2 separate regions of the Drosophila melanogaster genome follow, and region 2 is linked to region 1. The links are chromatin contacts, called in public HiChIP or PLAC-seq maps. All regions are on one chromosome and are shown on one strand. The core of a region is the stretch at or near the end of the contact, and the rest is flanking DNA. Distances in the headings are between cores, read along the strand shown. Region 1 holds the start of beat-IIIc (beaten path IIIc). Region 2 holds the start of CadN (Cadherin-N).

Region 1 (3,267 bases), core at 473-2,972:
GTGGGTGCTTAAAACAGCTGACAGGCCCCACTGACAGATTGATGTATGTTGATTCTCCCTTCTGCCGGCTCCCTGCCTCTGGTGAATATTTTCCACACTCTTAATGAAAATATTTCTGTTTGTGCTATTTTCATTTGACTTTGCGGCCTGTTCGAAGATTTATGTCTTTGGCGGGATTTTCGCCCGTCTTTAACCTGAGTTAATTTTTATTGGGGAGGCTAATAGGACACGCACCTAAGTCGTTGACGTTTGGGCCTCATTTGACATATTTTCTCTTAGACAGAGTGTTTTACACATTTCGGATTTGCTTAACTAAGGAAAAGGTCAATATCGGCATTAAAGCATTTAAATGAAAGCCAAGCGAAGTGATCGACATCTTAGGACTAGTACCAATTTTGCATCTATGGGAAACTTCAAGGGAAGGATCCAAAGATGCCCTTTGGGAAAAATAATACTTTTGACTGACTGCATCGATATATTTAATACATAGAAACAGCGTGGATAATAATAATAATCCAATATTATCAGTTTCTCAGATACCAGCAGCACCTATTATTTTACTTGACTTCATAGCAGTCGAAATTGTATTATTAGGTGTCTCTGGAGTGTTATATTTATACGAATAGATTATTAATTTTCACTTAATTTTATTTAGTATTTTTTAAGTATCTGTTAATATTTCAACCTTTAACTTTTCCCTAAGCAAATATATTTTTGTTACTCTCAAACCTATATAAAGAACATTCTCATATGATCAACAAAGCCTTTGTTAATCAACAGTTTAAAGAAATATTCCAATCAGTTTCGAAACTTAAGCCTCCGATTTATAGAACAATCTTAAGCTAAACTTCCCCTCAGATTAAACCGTTTAGACAGTTGTAAATTTATTCAAATCCATTGACAGTTGCATGATATATTCCCGCCAAGGATTTTGCCAATTTTAAACCCATTTTCCGCCGCACCCAAAAGGCAAAGCAAAACTGGATGAACGCATAAACAAATATGCCAAAAACATAGTAAAAAAATTGTGTGCAAAATCTCGCGCGCTTTCGGAAAAATAAACAAAGCTAAAGGAAAACCCACAAAAAATGATTTGGATCCATTTGCTGACCCAAAAAAAGGAGCGCAAAAAGGATAGCCTCTGGAGGTGGAGATTGCCGGTAGCTTGAGGGGGCGTGGCAGTCACCCAGATGGTGGGTTTTATTGTTTATCTTAGTGAGAAAATATTTGTTTATTTGCACAAAGACTCCTTTTTTGTTGTTCACTTATTTTACGTTTTGCATAAATATTTTTACATTCCGAAATTGGTATTGTTTTATTTCGTCGTGCTGCACTTACTTTATATGACTTTTTTGAAAGCCTCTGATTTTTCTTCCTTTTCAAGATGCCGATTAAGTTAAACACCTTTATCTCGATCACTTGGTTTTGTTTTACTGCTGTTTTCCCGCTGTTTATCAGCTGCTTTCGATCATATTTCGTTTGAAAACATCTTGGAAACGATTTTTTTAAATTCCAACTGTTAAACTTATGCACTTTTCAATCCACTAATCCACGAGTGGTGGACTTAGGGGGTTTTGTGGGGTTTCTTTGCTTTGTTGTTAAATTTTTTTGTTGACCGGTCACACGCACTCTCACACACAGATGACACTCAGGGCAACAGTACCGTTAATCCAAGCGTCCGTGACCTGCGATCCGTTACAATGCTCGCGTCGAAATAGACTAAACGTATCTTTCAGATACATTCGCTTTCCGTTTTTCGTGTCCAGACGAAACCGTTCGTGTCGTGGGACCGAAGTTGCGACGATGCCCGCCGACAGCACACGAAGTAGCGCCCTCTTGTGGATTTTATGTGTAACCTCAGTCTTATACGGCTTAACAGTGTTCTAACAGCACAAATTCGATGCAAAATTTCTGAAGAGGAGAATCAAACAGAAACATGCAATATCTTCGCATGGAACACGTTCAGGTTTGAATCAAACTAGGGAGAAAAACAACGAATTATCAAAGTATTTGATTTTTATGGTTCTATATATTTAATTTTGATATATTTATATTGGAATCGGAAATGGAAAAGAACTAACATCAAATAATTCGACGAAATAAACAAATTCGATTTTACTTTAATTAGTGGAATGATGTAAATAAATAAATGAACATATGTTTATAGAGAAAAAAATATTTCTTACTTTTGAACGTAGCATTGAATTAAATCGATTTATGCCTCTCGATGCGTACTTTAAGGTGGAATATGGAAATCCTGCATCACCGGCCAGAACAGCTCCAAATATTGAAATCCTTGCTTTCGCATTTTCAATCCAAATTCTACTAAGCTACTCCTCCGCCAAATAGCATTGAAATACAATGAAATTTGTTTTTGGAAGATTCTGAATTTTTGTATAGTTCCAGTTCTTGGAAACCTGATCAAATGTCGGCAAAATGTGGGTGGTTAGTTAATCAGTTAGCAAATAAACCAGTGCCAACTTGGCACAAAAACCAGTCAGTTGACAGTGTCAGTTATAATATCTACCTACTTCAAAAACGTGTGGGTAGACGCAGGGCAGGGATAATGAGAAAATTATGATACGATTGACTTTGATGAATCTTTGAGTATAAGCCGGTAATGAATATGTATATACTGAACAAAAATTTGTTAAACTATACAAGCAATACATTAACTTTTATTCACATTCAATTTCAAATTAGTCGTATATATAGGGAAATTTTTCTTATGTTGACTAATTGTTTAACGAAAAGGATACCAGTCTTGCTACAAGTCCGATCGATCAAGCATGAACATGACCGACAAAATATTTGTCCTGCCGTTTTATGACCTCACTGATAAACAGGTAGTCCTTATGGGTTGTTTAAGAAACACGCACAGCACTAGGTAGAAATGCAGATGTTCTTATTTACTTACAAACAAAACAATGAATACGAAAAGCGATAAAAGCGAGTCTTTCAAGAAAAAGTACTCTTTTAAAAACGAAGTGACAAAAAGATATTTTTATTAATTGATAAATAAAGCGTAGTTTATAAATATTATAAATATATATAAATTATTTGTACAGAATAGGGGATAAACATCTTACATTTCTTACTTAGTTCAAGTTCCTACAAGAATGAAAATCCAACGCTGGTGCATAAACTCAGCCACTTAATGAAGCACCTTCGCAACCGGTGCCCCAAGAACCGAGGCGATTGCCATCTTGCCCCCGAATTCCCCATTGAGACATGCCGCAAGAAAATCTCCTGACCATATCTACTTAT
Region 2 (3,267 bases), core at 238-2,737, 520 kb after region 1:
CAAGTTGGAGATTTTGTTTCACGGATAAAGTTTCTTTTTCGAGCAAAAGAAATTGTAGATGTGTGTGACAAAAAGATTTGAATTAAAGTGATGAATACGGAAAAGTGACAGAAATGCTGACAGCAAAAAACAAATATAATCTAACACATTATTTAAATTTATTAACAGAAATGGAAAATGTAAATGATGAGTTAATATTAATATGCCTTAAGCCCACAAAATATAACACTATATTTCAAAATAAGTCTATCACATCTGCATTCCATCCCATTTAATCTGGATAGCACACCAGAAATATAGTAAAAGTATCTGCAAGAGTAGCCTGTAGCCATTTGACTTGAAACGAACTGTTAAAACATTAAGCCAAATTACTGAAATTACATCAAAGAAGATAAAATCTTCGAAAGTACAGAAAAAGAAGACGAAAACTGGGAGATTGTAGCCATTAAATAAAAGATACTTTTACGCCGACGAGCAACCGAGAAGATTGCACAGGCGGCGAAAATATTTCACAACAAATGCATAAATCACAATTTGTTTGCCGGTATTGAAGATATCTGATGGAATGCTTACCGCCAAGGGAAATAATCCAATCCAAAAAATTGAAGGCGGCTATAAAAAAGCACAACGAATATACAAACACTTCGAATTTCCGAATTTTATTTATCTCTTGATTTCGAGTCGCTGCTCAATCGCTGTGGCATTCAAATGCATTTCACTTGCGGGCGCCCAAAATAAACACTTCATTATTAGAAACACATGCAACGCACTTTTAGCAGGGGGCAAATCTCCAAAGGGCTGGTCTTATTTCAGTTCTTATTATTTTCGGTTGTATGTATTGCATGGGCCCGCCTTGAGGGCGAATATTTAAAAATATACAATATTTTTTTTCCTTCTCTATTTTCTCACATCACTGCACTTTAGCATTCTGCTGCTCTTGTTTTCCTCTGTCGATTTTTGCACACGCAACGGAAATGCTAGGGAGAGATGCAAATGTACGGTAACGGGATTGGGGCTCCAAAATGAAAAGGAAAACGCACTGCGCTCCAAAAATAGATTTAAAGGCAATCGAAAATGGGGAAACTTTAACGTAAGCAAACGGCGCAAACACACCGGGAATAATGCTTAAGATTAATTTTATTATTCATCTAATAAAGAAAGTACTATACAAACATATGTTGAAATTCTTAAAAATGCAAAACTAACACTTTAATAATTATATTAATTTTAATTTTATGTATATTTAATTTTATGTGTATTTATGTAAGTAACAAGTTATATTTGGCTTTCCTTCTCACTCCGCAACCCCAATTTATGCCCACATTTTGTGTACATCCGCGACCGTTCCTCAATTTTCCGCACCTTCTTTGTTTAACTCCTTCGTCAACACACTATTATTTTTTTTAAACAGCATGCACTTTTCACGCGCTCTCCCGCCAATAAAAGCAGCTTTTCCGACCGCTTTTCCGTCTTCACCGAAGCTTCCCGCTCGCGTGTTCAAATCGAACTGAAAAGCGAGGAATAAAAACAAATGATCCGATGCTGATCCGCTCTGCTCGTATCTTCTGCCTCGGAAGAGCGTCTAGGTTGTTATTCTTGTTTTGTGCGCTCCATCGCGAGACAGAAAGAGATGGATGGACGAAGAAAGAAGGGGAGCGCTGACGGGAGCGAGTTCATCCGTGGTGCCGGTAAAATGAATGCTTTTGTTTATGTTTTGAATGAACACCCGGCTTTTGCATATACACTAGAAAAAATATTAGGGAACTCTGTAGGTTATTATGACGAATATACTTGAAAGAAAACGATATTTGAAGGTGTCAGGAGTGGAAGTGGCCAATTGGTAATCCCGAAAACCGACTCCCAATTAGTAAAATAATTTAGATATTAGGGCCTCCAAAACAGTATATTGAATACTACATATAAAATCGGTTATATTAAAAGACCTCTAATATGCACGTTTTTTCTACGTACCATCTTTTCTATATTATATTCACGATATCCTTATCTGAATGAATACTGAATGAATATGAACATCGACTTATCCATAAACTATAGAATCCAGAAAGTTGAGAATAAAGCATTCCCATTCTAGTGAGGCCTTCTCAACAAAAGTTTATCCAAGCCATTGAAATGATTACTTAAATATACTTTGGGGTTAACCAAATTTCTAGGTGATCAGCTTAGATATTCTACGAATTTGTTTAATTATGTTTGCACATTTTTGATGATTACCGTGGAAGCGAGCTCAAATTGGTTTCGAATGATCTGCTGATCCCATAAATCAAACTTTTCTATGTTTGTTCTCACGCTGAACTTATAAGACCGGACTTGGCACCGTTATCTAAACGTAAGCAACCTTGAAACATTTGCGCTACTATGCGGTCAGCTGTTGGTCATTAGCCACATGATGAGGCGAAAACGAGGCTATTAAAAAACGCTTGGGTAAAAAGCTGTCACATCGAAATGTGCAAGTGAAGATGACAGAGAGGGCAGATCCCGAAGGAAAGAGACAGCCGCCCATCGGCAAGTGCACTAAAATGCAGCAGTGTTTTCACAATGAAGTGACCCACAGACAACGAATGTCATGCATGAGGAGGAACCAGTTTTCCAGTTCGAAAATGTGTGACAAATATGAAAGGCGATCGACGCTGAGATATTGATGTTGGGCAACAACAAAAGTCGGGATCCAGATATATATATTTAGTCGTCTGTAGTCGACGAGACAAAGCCGCCGACAGGCAGAAAGCTCTTAGATAATCATCTCTTTGAAATCGCTGACAAAGCAAGCGCAAAATGGTAAAATAAAATGTTGGCAACGGAGGGGGAAATGAAAACAAATAAATAAGAATTCCTTTCAAGCGTAACGGAAGTCGTTGAGAGCTAAATGGTCAACGGGCCAGTGGGCAATGATTAAGAACGGGCTAACAAGCTGTCACCGGATGCTTAAGTCGGCTAAGTTGAGGGGCTTATAGCCGAAATTCGAGAAGCACTTCCATGTAGACTTCATTTTGAATGTCTATTTCTCGAAGTGTTAGCACATTATTTACATCTCAGAAAAGATCTTAGATGTGTTGAACTATCGATTCGAGCAAATTATTATGAATTATGATTATAGGTATATTTTATCAAAGGAAAACGGTTACTTCTTAATGAATATAATTCCTACTGTAGCTTAAAAGTTTTATTAAAATTTTCAGAATATTTAAATAAGTATGCAAGATATAAAAACACAACATTGCTTATTTAATACGAACACAGCGTTCTGGT

The links. HiChIP or PLAC-seq counts read pairs in DNA pulled down with a chosen protein or histone mark.
Region 2: a contact with region 1 is called in a CP190 HiChIP or PLAC-seq map of the Kc167 cell line, with 2.9 times the contacts expected there. The contact joins the promoter of CadN here to the promoter of beat-IIIc in region 1.

Annotation. Positions count from the first base shown.
Region 1 is chr2L:17,259,012-17,262,278 of dm6, forward strand. It overlaps beat-IIIc (beaten path IIIc), which reads right to left and starts at 1,723. Exons shown (of 7, transcript NM_135986.3): 1 at 1,339-1,723.
Region 2 is chr2L:17,776,853-17,780,119 of dm6, forward strand. CadN (Cadherin-N) reads right to left here and starts at 1,488. Exons shown (of 24, transcript NM_165227.3): 1 at 1,363-1,488; 2 at 574-947.